Linked DNA regions of Mus musculus: regions 1 and 3 are each linked to region 2. Evidence: chromatin contacts called from public Hi-C and HiChIP or PLAC-seq data. All regions are on one chromosome and are shown on one strand. Each heading gives the region's core, a stretch centred on a gene start, on an enhancer-like site or on the middle of the called end of the contact. The rest is flanking DNA. Distances are from core to core; before and after follow the strand shown. Region 1 has its middle 65 kb from the start of Ccdc80. Region 2 holds the start of Ccdc80 (coiled-coil domain containing 80). Region 3 has its middle 66 kb from the start of Cd200r3.

The links. Hi-C and Micro-C count contacts between places; a contact is called where the count stands out from the background. HiChIP or PLAC-seq counts read pairs in DNA pulled down with a chosen protein or histone mark.
Region 1: a contact with region 2 is called in a Hi-C map of beige adipocytes, with 5 times the contacts expected there. The contact joins the enhancer-like site here to the promoter of Ccdc80 in region 2. A contact is called at or near these places in 9 of 39 promoter capture datasets (the 3T3-L1 cell line, 3T3-L1-derived adipocytes, the HPC-7 cell line and 5 more), 2 of 15 datasets of contacts at CTCF or cohesin (CD8 T cells and the G1E-ER4 cell line), 47 of 484 Hi-C or Micro-C datasets (the BV-2 cell line, the Ba/F3 cell line, CD4 T cells and 34 more), 15 of 115 datasets of contacts at active chromatin or transcription factors (CD8 T cells, the HPC-7 cell line, acute myeloid leukemia and 10 more) and 3 of 9 other capture datasets (adipose tissue, liver and pancreatic islet).
Region 3: a contact with region 2 is called in an H3K27ac HiChIP or PLAC-seq map of heart atrium, with 14 read pairs. The contact joins the enhancer-like site here to the promoter of Ccdc80 in region 2. A contact is called at or near these places in 2 of 39 promoter capture datasets (3T3-L1-derived adipocytes and embryonic stem cells), 1 of 15 datasets of contacts at CTCF or cohesin (CD8 T cells), 5 of 484 Hi-C or Micro-C datasets (cortical neurons, embryonic fibroblasts, macrophages and 2 more), 8 of 115 datasets of contacts at active chromatin or transcription factors (CD8 T cells, bone marrow-derived macrophages, embryonic fibroblasts and 4 more) and 3 of 9 other capture datasets (adipose tissue, liver and pancreatic islet).

Annotation. Positions count from the first base shown.
Region 1 is chr16:45,027,083-45,031,805 of GRCm38.p6, forward strand. It overlaps a transcript of Cd200r3 not described here. Among named protein-coding and RNA genes, the nearest start is that of Ccdc80, 65 kb to the right of the region's middle. Within about 2 kb of position 2,624, at least 45 of the 459 cell types and tissues checked have an H3K27ac peak or open chromatin away from gene starts, as enhancers often do. A contact at or near this core is called in 3T3-L1-derived adipocytes, ECoMG-derived neutrophils, the HL-1 cell line and 12 more, where this site is marked.
Region 2 is chr16:45,091,826-45,096,491 of GRCm38.p6, forward strand. It overlaps Ccdc80 (coiled-coil domain containing 80), which reads left to right and starts at 2,186. Exons shown (of 8, transcript NM_026439.3): 1 at 2,186-2,600; 2 at 3,047-4,666. The coding sequence starts at 3,058.
Region 3 is chr16:45,007,616-45,012,711 of GRCm38.p6, forward strand. It overlaps a transcript of Cd200r3 not described here. Among named protein-coding and RNA genes, the nearest start is that of Cd200r3, 66 kb to the left of the region's middle. Within about 2 kb of position 2,151, at least 20 of the 459 cell types and tissues checked have an H3K27ac peak or open chromatin away from gene starts, as enhancers often do. A contact at or near this core is called in adipose tissue, fibro-adipogenic progenitors, heart atrium and 1 more, where this site is marked.

The DNA.
Region 1 (4,723 bases), core at 1,374-3,873, 64 kb before region 2:
TTATACACTAAACATGGGAAGCACATGAATTCAGCACAAGATCCAAAGAGGCCATGGTGGCCCAATCTGATCCAGAGCTAAGCAAGAGACAAGTTTTAGCTTCCAGGGCAATGGAAGTGACCTAAGACTTCGAGGGTGGAATGGGGTGTGCACGAAGAACAAAGCAATCTCCTTCTACAGATGAAGTATTCCAAGGCCAACTCTCAGACTCCAGTCTCCAAAAAAATCTTCTCTGGGCAGACAGGATATATCACTGACTATGTAGTGGTGTGCAGTTTCTCTGACTAGCCATCTTGATATAAGTCAAACCAATGTATCTCTCAAGATGTATTTTGGGGTTTCATGATAACCACAAAGACCTTTTGAAGTGAAAAGGGGGTCATAGGTGTTCTCAGAGATAGATAGATAGATAGATAGATAGATAGATAGATAGATAGATAGATAGATAGGAAGAAGAGATTTGAACTTACTGCACTGCTCACTCTGGATATGTAGAAAGAATTCAAGAAATGCCAGTGGCCTTGAGAAACAAGAAGCTGGATTTTCTGTACTTAATTTAAGCATAATGAGACCCATTGTAGACTCTGTCATTCAGAGGTGTAAAGTAACATATTTGTGTTGTTTTACTCTACTCTGCTTGCAATGTGAAGGCCTAGAAAATTCAACACCGAGGTCCTTTGAACTAAAGAAAAATGGAAGGGTTTTAGGTCACTCTGGACTCTCTGCTCCCAGGTCTGGTCATAAAGAAATTCTCTGCTCCAAACTTTGTCTCTGTAACTCCTTCCATGGACCATCTAGAGACTGCCATACCCGGGGATCCATCCCATAATCAGCCTCCAGACACTGACACCATTGCATACACTAGCAAGATTTTGCTGAAAGGACTCAGATATAGCTATCTCTTGTGAGACTATGCTGGGGCCTAGCAAACACAGAAGTGGATGCTCACAGTCAGCTATTGGATGGAACACAGGGCCCCCAGTGGAGGAACTAGAGAAAGTACCCAAGGAGCTGAAGGGGTCTGCAACCCTATAGGTGGAACAACAATATGAACTAACCAGTACCCCCCCTCCCAGAGCTCGTGTTTCTAGCTGCATATGTATCAGAAAATGGCCTAGTCAGCCATCATTGAAAAGAGAGGCCCATCTGTATTGCAAACTTTATATGCCTCAGTACAGGAAAATGCCAGGGCCAAGAAGTGGGAGTGGGTGGGTAGGGGGGTTGGGGGGGTAGGGGGGACTTTTGGGATAGCATTGGAAATGTAAATGAAGAAAATATCTAATTAAAAAAAGAAATTCTCTGAATTTCTCTTGAAAATAGACCATATGAAGTTCATTTCAGATGGGTTCTGCCTTAGCCATTGGGAAGAAAGAATACTTTTAGGGGGGAAGAAATGGCCTCCTCATTCCTTCCCAGGCTTTTTGCCCATGATACAATCTAAATTGGCATAGAGCATATTGTCAGGAGAGAAAACTGTTTAGGTGCCTTCATGCATGCAAGAGTTCCACAAAATATAGGATTTGAAGACATGTCTGATGATGGAAGCTGAAATATAGAAAGAAGTAGTGGTGGTGGTGGTGGTGGGATGTGTGTGTGTGTGTGTGTGTGTGTGTGTGTGTGTGATCTGAGGGCTGTGGTCATGAGTTATAAGAGAGGGAGGGGAGGGAGGGAGGGAGGGGAGGGAGAGAGTAGTAGAATATTTATGTAGGTTAAAAAGTATTTTAGGTAATAACAAAATCGATAATTGTCATGGTGTCAACCAACCTCTCTCTAGTTTTCTGCCTGTCACCCAAGTTCATCTTCCCTAATGAGTGTTAATGTTGGGACTGAGAATTCCTGACTGTGAGTTTGTTTAGAGGGCAGCTCTCTCTAAGTGAATACGGAGAGTTTGGAGAAAATTCTTTCTGAGTCTGGTGTTCCCCATAGGACCTCAGAGTATTGGGTGGTATCCTTTCCTACAGGACAGGAATCAAGGCAGCCTGGTTGAATGTCCCTCAGCTTGTCACCATTTGTCATAGCCTTTCATCCAATAACACGTCTACACTACTGTCCATTCTTAGATGAATCTAAGCATAGACACTTATGTAGGGTGCTGTGCTCCATAAAACTTTGGTTATGATAGGGGTTAGAGAAACGATAAACGATGGCTCAACAGCTAAAGCCGCTTGCTACTTCTTTAGAGGACTTGCATCTGTTTCGCAATAGCCACATCAGGCAGCTCACAATCACCTGTAACTCCAGTTCCAGGGGATTTGATATCCCTTTCTTGCCTATGTGGTACTTATGTAGACAATCCAGTGCACACACACACACACACACACACACAAAACCCTTTATATTTTTTAACCTTTTGATTCAATAAATACAGCATATTTTTCTCTTGTTAGCTTGTCCTTTGTTGTAGGATATTGACCACAAGTCTATGCTAGGAGAATAACAGAACCCCCAATCCCACTCCCACTCCCAACCCCCTATGGACTGTGATAACTTGTCACTGTAAGGCAAGCTACATGAGAGAATTGAGGCAACAAGAGAAAGGGAAAGAACCCATCTTGCCTCTGGATCTTAAGTCTCTTGTTGGCTGAGAGTCAAGAATTTCAACACAGCTGATGAAATTTCCTGCCAAGTGCTATCCTCTTTTTATTCTGAGAAAGTTGCACAAACAAGGTTCCATCCATGTTAGCTACCAAACATATGTCTTGAGTCTTGGAGATCCATGTATAGTAAGAACTCCTTTGACCTTTGCGATTGAGGGTTTATCTTATTAGCTCCCCACTCTTATCTGAAAACTTGAGTGATTTGGCCAATAAATGCTTTATAATCTCATTTACAAGAAAACTCCACCTTCCTTAAATAAGCATACCCAAAACATCATTTTTTACTTAAACCTTAGTTTAGCTATAGATTAGATGGTTTTTAACAGTGCAATTCAAAAGCCAAACATTCTATGGAGAAACAGACACAGTCTTGTTGGGACATAGATCTCATGCTCTTTGTCACTGCAGAAATAGTATGTACCAATCCCTTGAATGCACACTCTTGTCTTTTATGTCAAGTTTATCTTGAAATTGTGTATATGTATTTGTGTGTGTGTGTGTGTGCGTAGCTAGATCCTGGTTCCACCTGAGTGGTGGGCCTGGCAGCGACTCAGCAGGCTGCAGAGATGGCAGAATTGAGTTGGGTTTCCTGCTGTCTCTGACCTTTGAAGGAGAAGAAAATGAGTAGGACATTGAGTAACCCATCTGACCATGAGTAGGGCATTGAGTAACCCATCTGACCATTTCAAAGAGCTTTACTCACCCCTTCCCCTGCCCGAGAAAGCACCACATTTTGTCAACAACAATATGAACTAACCAGTACCCCCAGAGCTCCTGTCTCTAGCTGCATATGTAGCAGAAGGTGGCCTAGTCGGCCATCATTGGGAAGAGAGGCCCCTTGGTCTTGCAAACTTTATCTGCCTCAGTACAGGGGAATGCCAGAGCCAAGAAGTGGGAGTGGGTGGGTAGGGGAGCAGGGCGGGGAGGGGTACAGGGAACTTTCAGGATAGCATTTGAAATGTAAATAAAGAAAATATATAATAAAAAAGAAATGTAAATGAAGAAAATATCTAATAAAAAATTGAAAAAAAAAGAATTTTAAATCCTTAAGTTGTTTTTTTTTTCAGTGTTTACAACCGATGATGTGTAATAGTGTATGTTCATGAGGGTACCTAAAATGTTCATCAAATAGGAAAATGGCCAGCCTAGAAAAAAAGAGAAATAGTTAAAAATACTTGAGTAAAGCTATGAGCAAATCTAGTAACTTCCTTGGACTCTAACAGTTGCAAGGTTTTATTGCTTCACAGTAAACATTATGATCGTACCTAGACAGCTGCCAAGTAACACTGTCTAAGGCCTGAGCCAGGTCAGGATTGAATTTATTGCGTTAGAGCAGGTCCCTAGGGTGATTCTATTCTGAATTCTGAGTTTTCAGCCAACAACTTGGGACCTTTTTGTTGTTCTGCAAATCCCCACCACACTTCAGAAGCATGTCAGCTTTTACCAGATGACTTTTAACTAGATGTGAATTCTGTGAAGCAAATAGTTCTCCTCTCCACTGCTTGAGGCAATTTTCTCTCCCTGGATGGCTTAATAAATAGGAGGGTCACACACAGGAAAGTGTCTCAAGTACTTGTGAGACAGGTTCCTACTGTGCTTTTCCTTCCTGGGTGACTTTGTTGGAAGTGGTTGCTGTGGAGACAAGTCCCTTTTGAATTCTCTAAAATCAAAGTTTATACTTGTTCTACCTCCAGTTCTTGCCCTGGTGTGGAGCTTTGAGTAATAATGGCCCCTCTAGGCTCATATATTTAAATGAATCTTTGGTAGGATTAGAAGGATTAGGAAGCCTCACTGGAGGAAGTGTCACTGACGGTGGGCTTTGATGTTTCAAAAGGCCATGCCAGACTACTCTGCTCTCTCTCTCTCTCTCTCTCTCTCTCTCTCTCTCTCTCTCTCTCTCTTCTCTTCTCTCTCTCTCTCTCTCTCTCTCTGCCCATGGATTAGCATGTAGAACTCTGTTACTTCTCTAGCACCATGTCGGCCTGATTTCCCCATTTGCCATTTTCAATTTCTCTCAAGGATTCACAATTTTAAGGTTTGTATAATTTCCTTATGGTTCTGGGAAGCTTTTGATATTAGTAGATACTTTTACTAGTATACTTTTATACTATAAGTAATATAATAAA
Region 2 (4,666 bases), core at 936-3,435:
AGTAGTACTCCATTGTGTAGATGTACCACATTTTCTGTATCCATTCCTCTGTTGAGGGGCATCTGGGTTCTTTCCAGCTTCTGGCTATTATAAATAATGCTGCTATGAACATAGTGGAGCATGGTGGGCATCATTCCTGTTTGGCATCCTGTGCACTCTAAACAATGACATAAGAGTGCTATATCCAACACCACCTACAGGAATTTCCTCAACTCTGTGCTCAGAGTTTTCTTTATGTGCAGGGAAGACGCCTGTAACTGGGAGGGATGGAGCTGGTTGTGGGATGGATGCAACTAGGGATGAGGTTTTCACCCATCCAGGGGAGCTGTTTGTATGGCTTAGTTCACCGGGTTTTGGTGGAGCCTGGGCTGCCACTGTTGTCGACAGTTAATATAAATTTGGAGAGGTTGGGAGAAATGCCCACGGGACCTGAGATGTCTTCTCTTCTCCCCTAACGCTGAGTCCTCATGACAGACCCAGAAGGTGAGTGGGAAAGCTGCCATAGTCTCTCCTGTAGAGCCTTATATGACTATTTCTTTGTGTGTTTGTGTGGCTGTGTGTCTTATGTGCATCTGTTCACATTCATATGCGTGCACACATTGCAGGGAGTGGAGTTAAGATGCTGATGTCAGTTATATTCCTCAGCCACTCTCTACCTTATTTATTTAATGTGTATGAAAGCCTTTCCTTTGTGTGTGTGTGTGTGTGTGTGTGTGTGTGTGTGTGTGTGTGTGTGTGTGCTCATGAACACACACACACAGGCAATGTCTGGTGACTGCAGAAGTCAGAACGGTCCATATTGCCTGGAACTGTAGCTGCAGATGATTGTGAGCCACCATGTGGTGCTGGAAATCAAACCCAAGTCTTCTTCAAGAGCAACTGATGCTCTTAACCAGTGAGTCCGACTAGCGCCTCCACCTTACTTTTTTGAGACAGGGGCTCCCATTGAGCCTAGAGCTGGTTGTATCAGCTAGAAAGGCTGAGGAGTGAGTTCCAGTGACCCACCTGCCTCTGCTCCTTTTCCCTCAGTGCCAGAGTTACAGCCTCAGTACCCAGTTTTTCTGTAAATGCTGGGGATCTGAATTCAGGCTCTCATACTGCGAGAAGCAAAGACTTTACCAGCTGAGGCACCTTCCCAGCCAAGCATACATCTACTTCTAGGGACTGACTAAGCATTTTAGGTTCTTAAAGCATCTGGAGAGCTGAATATTGTAACACACACACACACACACACACACACACACACACAGAGAGAGAGAGAGAGAGAGAGAGAGAGAGAGAGAGAGAGAGAGAGAGCTCACCATTTCTAGAGAAGCTGGGAGCCAGAATGCCCATTCCCTGATGTAATGTCCAACTGCAGTCTCAGGAGACAGCAGCCTTTGCCTGCATTGCTAACCTTTTACCAGCTTCACCCCCATCCCAAGGAGAAATAAGGACCGAGAACACAGTAACTTGAGCCCCAATTAGCATAATATAAAAACAACTTAGTCATGTTTTCCATGGGCTTTTCCAACCCAGAACTCAAAGCATAAAGCAGGCAGAAAGAGATAAAAATATACACGTGGAACTATAAATAGATGCATACTGTCTCGAAATGCAATGCCAATATCTGTGGCCCAAGTGAGCAGCTGTCTCTAGGGAACCCAGTCAGATGGAGCAACCTGAGGACTTTCCCCTTCTCAAACTGTAGTGTGAGAATCCACAGGAGGGGGAAGGTCCCGCCCCATGGCTCGGTATGGAAGGGGTTAAGTCCTCAGTCATCCTATTCTGAGGTGATTTACAATGATGTGTAGAGTTTCAAAACTTTTCCCAGCCCAAGCACAGCCCTCTCCTTCCTCTCCAGGTTCACAGACTCTCCATGTACTGAGAGGGGAAGGAGGCGTGTTTTGCTGATCTGTTAAATTCTTAGTGAAGTTTTCTTGATTTCCAGTGCTGTTGTTTGAGTTTGGTTTGGAGCAAACCTGAAGTAGCCCTGACATTTCTGGGATGGAATCCAGATGAGGAAAAAATAGAAGGAGAAGGGGGAGAAAAGGGAGAAGAGAAGGTGGGGGGAAATAAAGGGAGGAGAGACGGAAGGGAAGGGGGAAATTGTCCCTTTTCACATTCAGGCTTCTCTGTTTTCCCTCAGCCTGGAAAACATATTAATCCTGGTGTTTTTTTTTTTTTTTTTTTTTTTTTTTTTTTTTTACGCTCGGAAACAAAGGGACTCGGCCAGACTGCAGGAGGGGAAGGGTGATAAGAAGTTCTGGGAAAACTCCACAGAAGGGAAGAGCGAGATTCAGAAATCACTAGGACTTCACTTTCAGGAAGATCCCTGTGGCAACCAAGGACCGGCACACACAGACCCAGGAGAAACTGCAGACAAATGGAGATACAAACGGTCCCAAGGACAGCAGCGTTCACCTCCTCCCACTGGACCAGAAGGTAAAAGACACAGCCAGCAAAAGGAATCGGCCCAGGCTGGGCTCCCTGGGGCTGCTTTGCAGACAGACAAGGAGACAGAGAGCAGGAAGGAACCGATCTCACCTAGGAAACTGTCCTGGGGACCAACCTTCACGTTTCTCTGGAAAGCCTCTGCAAGCATCTCCATGAACCACTGTGTAAGTGTGCCAACCTTGCTCTCTGGTGTTTGTTTCCTTGTTGCTTGTTTGAAGACATGAAGTGTGAATGCACATTCACAGTTAGAATTCATAATTAGCATGCTCAGTTTACACAGTCTCTGGTGCATCTGGGCACAGCTGAGGCAGAGCAGGCGTGCCTCATGCCTGCCGCCTGTAAATCAAAGCTGGATTTCCTGCTTAAAGACTGACTCTGCTAAGCACTGACAATCGCAGCAGTTTAAGAGAAGCCCTCTCTCTGTTTGCCCTCCTCTGCTTGCCCTCCTTTTTCTTCTTTAACTATCTCCTGCCCTTTCTTTTTGGCCAAGTTAGAGAAAGAGATCATGCCCAGCTCTGCTTGCAATTAATGACTTTTTTTCTTTTCTTTTTCTCCCTTCTCATTTTATGTTATTTTCATTTTTGTATTATACCCCCTCTGCGTCCCCAAGTGGATAATACAATGATGTGGAAAATGGGACCCCACTTCACCACGCTCTTGGCCATGTGGCTGGTGTGTGGCTCAGCATCTCATTCTCCTGCCTTGGATAGCGACAGCCACACTGGACGGAAAGTACCTTTGGTTTCTCCAATCAGCAGTAGGTCAGCTCGGTATCTGAGGCACACCGGGAGGTCTGGTGGAGTTGAGAAATCCACCCAGGAAGAACCAAATCCTCAGCCTTTCCAAAGGAGGAAGAGTGTACCAGTGTTGAGATTAGCTCACCCGACCATGAGACCACCCCCCTCAGGTATCAATGGAGTTCCAGTCAGACCTGAGGTGAGACCCATAGCTAGGAGCTCGGCGCGTGAGATGGTCCGAGATGAGGGGTCTTCTGCTCGGACAAGAATGTTGCGATTCCCCTCTGGATCTAGCTCTCCCAATATCCTGGCCAGCTTTGCAGGAAAGAACAGGGTATGGGTCATCTCAGCCCCTCACGCCTCAGAGGGCTACTACCGCCTCATGATGAGCCTCCTGAAGGACGACGTGTATTGTGAGCTGGCAGAAAGGCACATCCAACAGATTGTGCTCTTCCACCAGGCAGGCGAGGAAGGGGGCAAGGTACGGAGGATCACCAATGAAGGGCAGATCCTGGAGCAGCCTCTGGACCCCAATCTCATCCCAAAGCTGATGAGCTTCTTGAAACTGGAGAAGGGCAAGTTTAGCATGGTGCTGTTAAAAAAGACTCTGCAGGTGGAGGAGCGCTACCCTTACCCGGTCAGGCTGGAAGCCATGTATGAGGTCATTGATCAAGGTCCCATCCGCAGGATCGAGAAAATCAGGCAGAAGGGTTTTGTCCAAAAGTGTAAGGCCTCGGGCATAGAGGGCCATGTAGTCCAGGAAGGAAACGAGGGCGGTGGAGGAGCAGGAGGTACAGGCCTGGGCGGTGATAAGAGGAAAGAGGACCCAAGGAGAACACAAGTCCACCCCACCAGAGAGGCTCCGAGAAAGCAGGCCACCAGCAAGGCAGCCACTCCTCAGCCTCCCCCAACTCCAAGGGCCACCACCCTTCCTCCTGCTCCAGTCACGACAGCCACTCGGGCCACATCCCGGGTAGTGACAATAGCCGCAAGACCTACAACCACCACTGCCTATCCAGCTACCCAGAGGCCCTGGACATCCCGGTTGCATCCCTTCTCAGTCTCCCACAGGCCCCCTGCAACAGCAGAGGTGACCACTGCCAGGGGCCCCTCCGTCTCAGAGCAGCTATACCCTCTACCTCGGAAGGAGCAACAGAGAGAGAAGCCACAGGCCACCAGGAGGCCCAGCAAAGCCACCAACTATGGAAGCTTCACAGCCACCCCACCTCCCACCCTCTGGGAGGTCAGCGCAAGAGTTGTGGGCACAAGCCGTTTCCGGGACAACCGGACAGACAAACGGGAACATGGCCATCAGGACCCAAATGCGGTGCCAGGTCCTCACAAGCCAGTAAAGGGGAAGCTGCCCAAAAAGAAGGACAGAATTCTCAGCAACGAATATGAAGACAAGTATGACCTCAGCCAGCCCACCTCCTCTCAGGGGGAGGAGGAGCGGCAGGTGGATAGCGTTCCCTCGCAGAATGCCAAGGAGTCGA
Region 3 (5,096 bases), core at 901-3,400, 84 kb before region 2:
TCCCCATGGCTGGTCCATGGCACAAGGTCTGAATTTAGAAATGTGTCTTTGTTTGGGAAAGAGCCTTGGATATAATTAGCTTAAGATTCTGAGGTAATCCTATGTTATCCCTGGGTCCCCAAACTCAACACAAAGAGGGAGACAAAAGCTGGGTTTCAAATGATGTCCTATACCAATGACTGCCCTCTCTCCACCAGAACAGATGCCTGACACCAGTTTCTCCAGAAACCTGGAAGGAACCAATATCGCTCATGTGTTAGTTTCAGAACTATAGCGTTTAGAATGGTGAAATAATGCTGCTCTTACTTCACACCACAGAAGCTGTAATGAGTAATCAAGACAGCCCCTTCTGTTCTTCCACTATAAAAGGAAGATGCTCCACATCTTCACGACCCAGATAGACCCAAACCAACGCTTGTGTGTCATTACATTTTTATGGGGACTTAACAATCTTCAGATGGCAACATAGCTGTGCCAGCTGAGAGGCTGCAGATGAGGCAGTATAAAATGTGATCAAGAACATTAAAAGCTTGAAAAGTAGTCTGTGTTGAAACATCATCAACCCCAAGATGTGTTTTCATAGGGTGGTACACATGGCTGGAACTGCATCCCCTAGTCTGCGGGCAGAGTGGGATCTGGTTTGGGCTTAAAGCCCACACCCCTAGCAATATACTACTTCCAACAAGGCTTATCCTTTAAAATAGTGCTACTTCTTGACTTCAAATATATAAGCCTATAGAGCCATTCTTATTCAAATAACCATAAATCTTAATTAGAAGTAATGCTCCAAACCAAATAGCCCTGGGTAGAGTTTATATGCTATCAGTTCTACATTTTGAGGAAGGTAACCCACTGGGTCCATAAGTAAAACACCAATGTTTGAGGGACCAAACTCCTTCCTGAGTTAACAATCATTTGTAAATTAGTTTTCTACTTTTCTTTACTCACCAACATTTGAGGAGGTGTAGAAACCCCCATGATCCTGGACTGTAGATTTTATCTTATAGAGTCAGGTACATTACTGCCTCGATAAGTGTTTATCATCAATAGAAAGGGTTCTCCTTTGTGTCTTTTTTTTCCCTTTTGGCAGTGCTGGGGGCAGGGGCAGAATCTCTCCAGACACTCTAGGCTGGCCTTGAACTCACAGTCTTCTTGCCTCAAGCTCTGTCTATGAATGCTGCCGGATTAGACGCATGCAGTGCACCATCCTTCCTGGATTTGTAGTTCCCAAGCCTAGAACAGTTAAAGGCAAGGGCTAGCAGTGTAACTTAGTGGTGTGGTAGAGCACTTGCCTTGACTATTCAAGTCCCTAAATTTAATCCCAGCACTAAAAAGCAACAACACCATGTGCAGAATAAGGGAGGGGAGAGGAGGGGAGGGGAGGGGAGGGGAGGGGAGGGGAGGGCAATACAGAGCTGCTGGTCAGTGCATGTTCATTAGGCAATCCAGTGAAATAGTGTGCATGGGTTCCCTTTGTACCTTCAATCTGTTTTTCAATATATATGTGTATAGCTAACTAGGGACTTCACCTAATGGTGAGTGAAGCCTGGTCACCCTGGCAATATGAAACATAAAGGGGAGAAATGATAGATACAATGCTGATTTTCTTTGGACAGTTTTTGGAAATTACAACAAGAATTGAGTAAATGCCTGAAGGCTTTTTAAGTCACAGTGATATGTTTTGACTATTGGCCCTTGAGTACGCTTAGCTTCGGAGCAAGTATACCAGGCTGTTTCTTGTATAGGTTACAATCCCATAAGAAATCAAGTCAACCCATTTTTTTCCCAAGGATCTTTTAAATGATTATCTCCTCCTGTTTTACCCTTGTCCCCCACAAGCCTCTGTGATTCAGTCTAGAAACAGCACAGTTCTGAGTTTACAGAGTCACCCTCTGTCCTGACGGAGCCGGGCTGTCTTCACAGGTCTCTTACATCCAGCCCCTTGTCTTGAATGTTTTTGAGAAAACTCACAAGAGCCTGAAAGACCATGACCAAGAACAAATATCAAAAGTTAGTTTTGTTTTTTTTTTTTTTTTCAATTGAGAAGCTTCTGAGTTAACGGACCGACAGAGCAGCCAGCCAGACGCATGTGTGTCCAATAGGATTCCAGCTGGGAGATACAGAAGCCAGGCTGTGTTTGGCAATCTGGAAGAAGGGTGAGATTACTCTTGGAAAAATTTTCTGCAAAGAAGGACTGAATGTTCAAAACAGATAAGCACCCTATCAGGCCGAGGAGGGGGGGTGAGAGTCTTTGGAGACAAATGAATGTGAAGATTGCATTGTTCTTCTTGAAGCCAGAGCCCAGATGTTCAGAGCTTCAGAGTGCTGTGCTGGCCCAGTCGGTAACCCAGACTCCACTCTGTTTTCATCTCTGAGGGGAAAGAAATTCTGTTCCCAGCCTGGAAGAAGTTGCTTTAGTGCTGGGCTATCTAATGCTGCCTTTGCTTACCCAGCTCCTTGCGTATTTATCTTCATCCATGTTTTGTGTGTCCTACACTCATTTGTGTGCTTTTACAAGAAGTCCTATAACAGGAGGAAGAAAATGGCTCTGGCTGGCTGTTTTATATTTTGTCTTCTTGGGCTTACTTTCTTTGTTTAATTTCTTAGTGTGGTATGCAGGGGAGAATGCCCGAGGAAACCTTCCTTCCATGGCATCACTTTAAACATCACTGTCAATTGCAGATATTCTCAACTACTCTTTAAGGAGGATGAAAAATAGATTCCTCAATTGTTGAGTTTTATCCAGTTCTAGTTCTGCAAATTCAATTTAAATAAGAAACAAATGTTCCAAATTTAGTTCTGTCACTATTTATTTATTTAGGATGGCGCCAGATCTAAGTTTCTTAAGGATGTAGAAAGCACCCAGCAGTGGTTCAATGAATCTCATTTCTGTATTATAACCTCATGGGTCCTTTGGCTTCTTAGTGTGTATGGAAGCATGGGTATCTTTGGCTAATGGCAGCCATAGTTATATAGTAGTTGGTCAGTGTTGAGTCCTCGACATTGCCTCATCCTCCTGTCCCAAAATATCCACAAATACAGCTTATGCTAGGACAGGATGTCACCCAGGGACAGGATACAGTGGGAAGGGAGAGTACCATTGAGCAGCTAGGCTAGTCTCTCTATCCTTTTCCTTAAGCAAAGCAATGGAGCTGGCACAGATAACCATGAAAGCTTCAGTATGAATGAAGCCCAGACCTCATAAAGTTGCAAAGCTTCTGCAAGGCAAAAGACACCGTCAATAAGACAAAAAGACCACCAACAGATTGGGAAAGGATCTTTACCTATACTAAAACAGATAGGGGACTAATATCCAATATATATAAAGAACTCAAGAAGGTGGACTCCAGAAAATCAAATAACCCCATTAAAAAATGGGGCTCAGAATTGAACAAAGAATTTTCACCTAAGGAATACCGAATGTCAGAGAAGCACCTGAAAAAAATGTTCAACATCCTTAATCATCAGGGAAATGCAAATCAAAACAACCCTGAGATTCCACCTCATACCAGTCAGAATGGCTAAGATCAAAAATTCAGGTGACTGCAGATGCTGGCGAGGATGTGGAGAAAGAGGAATACTCCTCCATTGTTGGTGGGATTGCAAGCTTTTACAACCACTCTGGATATCAGTCTGGCAGTTCTTCAGAAAATTGGACATAGTACTACCGGAGGATCCAGCAATACCTCTCCTGGGCATATATCCAGAAGATGTCCCAACCGGTAAGAAGGACACATGCTCTACTATGTTCATAGCAGCCTTATTTATAATAGCCAGAACCTGGAAAGAACCCAGATGCCCCTCAACAGAGGAATGGATACAGAAAATGTGGTACATTTACACAATGGAGTACTACTCAGCTATTAAAAAGAATGAATTTATGAAATTCCTAGGCAAATGGATGGACCTGGAGGGCATCATCCTGAGTGAGGTAACACAATCACAAAGGAGCTCACACAATATGTACTCACTGATAAGTGGATATTAGCTCAAAAACTTAGGATACCCAAGATATAAGATACAATTTGCTAAATGCATGAAACTCAAGAAGAACGAAGACCAAAGTGTGGACACTGTGCCCCTTCTTAGAATTGGGAACAAAACACCCATGGAAGGAGTTACAAAGACAAAGTTTGGAGCTGTGACGAAAGGATGGACCACCTAGAGGCTTCCATATCCAGGGATCCATCCCATAATCTGCTTCCAAACACTGACACCATTGCATACACTAGCAAGATTTTGCTGAAAGAACCCAGATAGAGCTGTCTCTTCTGAGACTATGCCAGGGTCTAGCAAACACAGAAGTGGATACTCATAGTCAGCTATTGGATGGATTACAGGTCCCCCAATGGAGGAGCTAGAGAAAGTACCCAAGGAGCTAAAGGGAACTGCAACCCTATAGGTGGAACAACAATATGAACTAACCAGTACCCCAGAGCTCTTGACTATAGCTGCATATGTATCAAAAGATGGCCTAGTTGGCCATCACTGGAAAGAGAGGCCCATTGGACTTGCAAACTTTATATGCCCCAGTACAGGGGAACACCAGGGCCAAAAAGTGGGGGTGGGTTGGTGGGAGGGTATGGGGAACTTTTGGGATAGCATTGGAAATGTAAATGAGGAAAATACCTAATAAAAAAATGAATGAAGCCCAGGAAGCCTGTAGAATCCTAGCAGCAGACAACGGTGGAAAAGACAGAATGCATAAAGGTTCAGCATCTTCCTTCTGGTTATAAATGGAAGGAAGTTCACTGCATCACCCTGTGGACTGACGATACTGTTCCTCTGGTATGGAAGGAAACCAGGGAATAAAAGATAACTTAAGAAAGTACTTGTTCAGAATGGCTTTTTTTAATGAACTCTTGAAAAACAACAAACAAAACAAAAACATAAGCAAAAACCAACCACCACTTTCCTTAAACATTTCTCCAGAAATCAAGCATTATTTTTGTTTCCCACACCCAATTCCAAGAAGCTTCTAAGTTCTGCACGTTGTTGAATGTTTACAAAGCATTTGACCCATTGTATGAGATTAAGAGTATTCATTTTGAGATATTTCCTTTATTCATATAAACATGAATTTGAGGTCATTTATG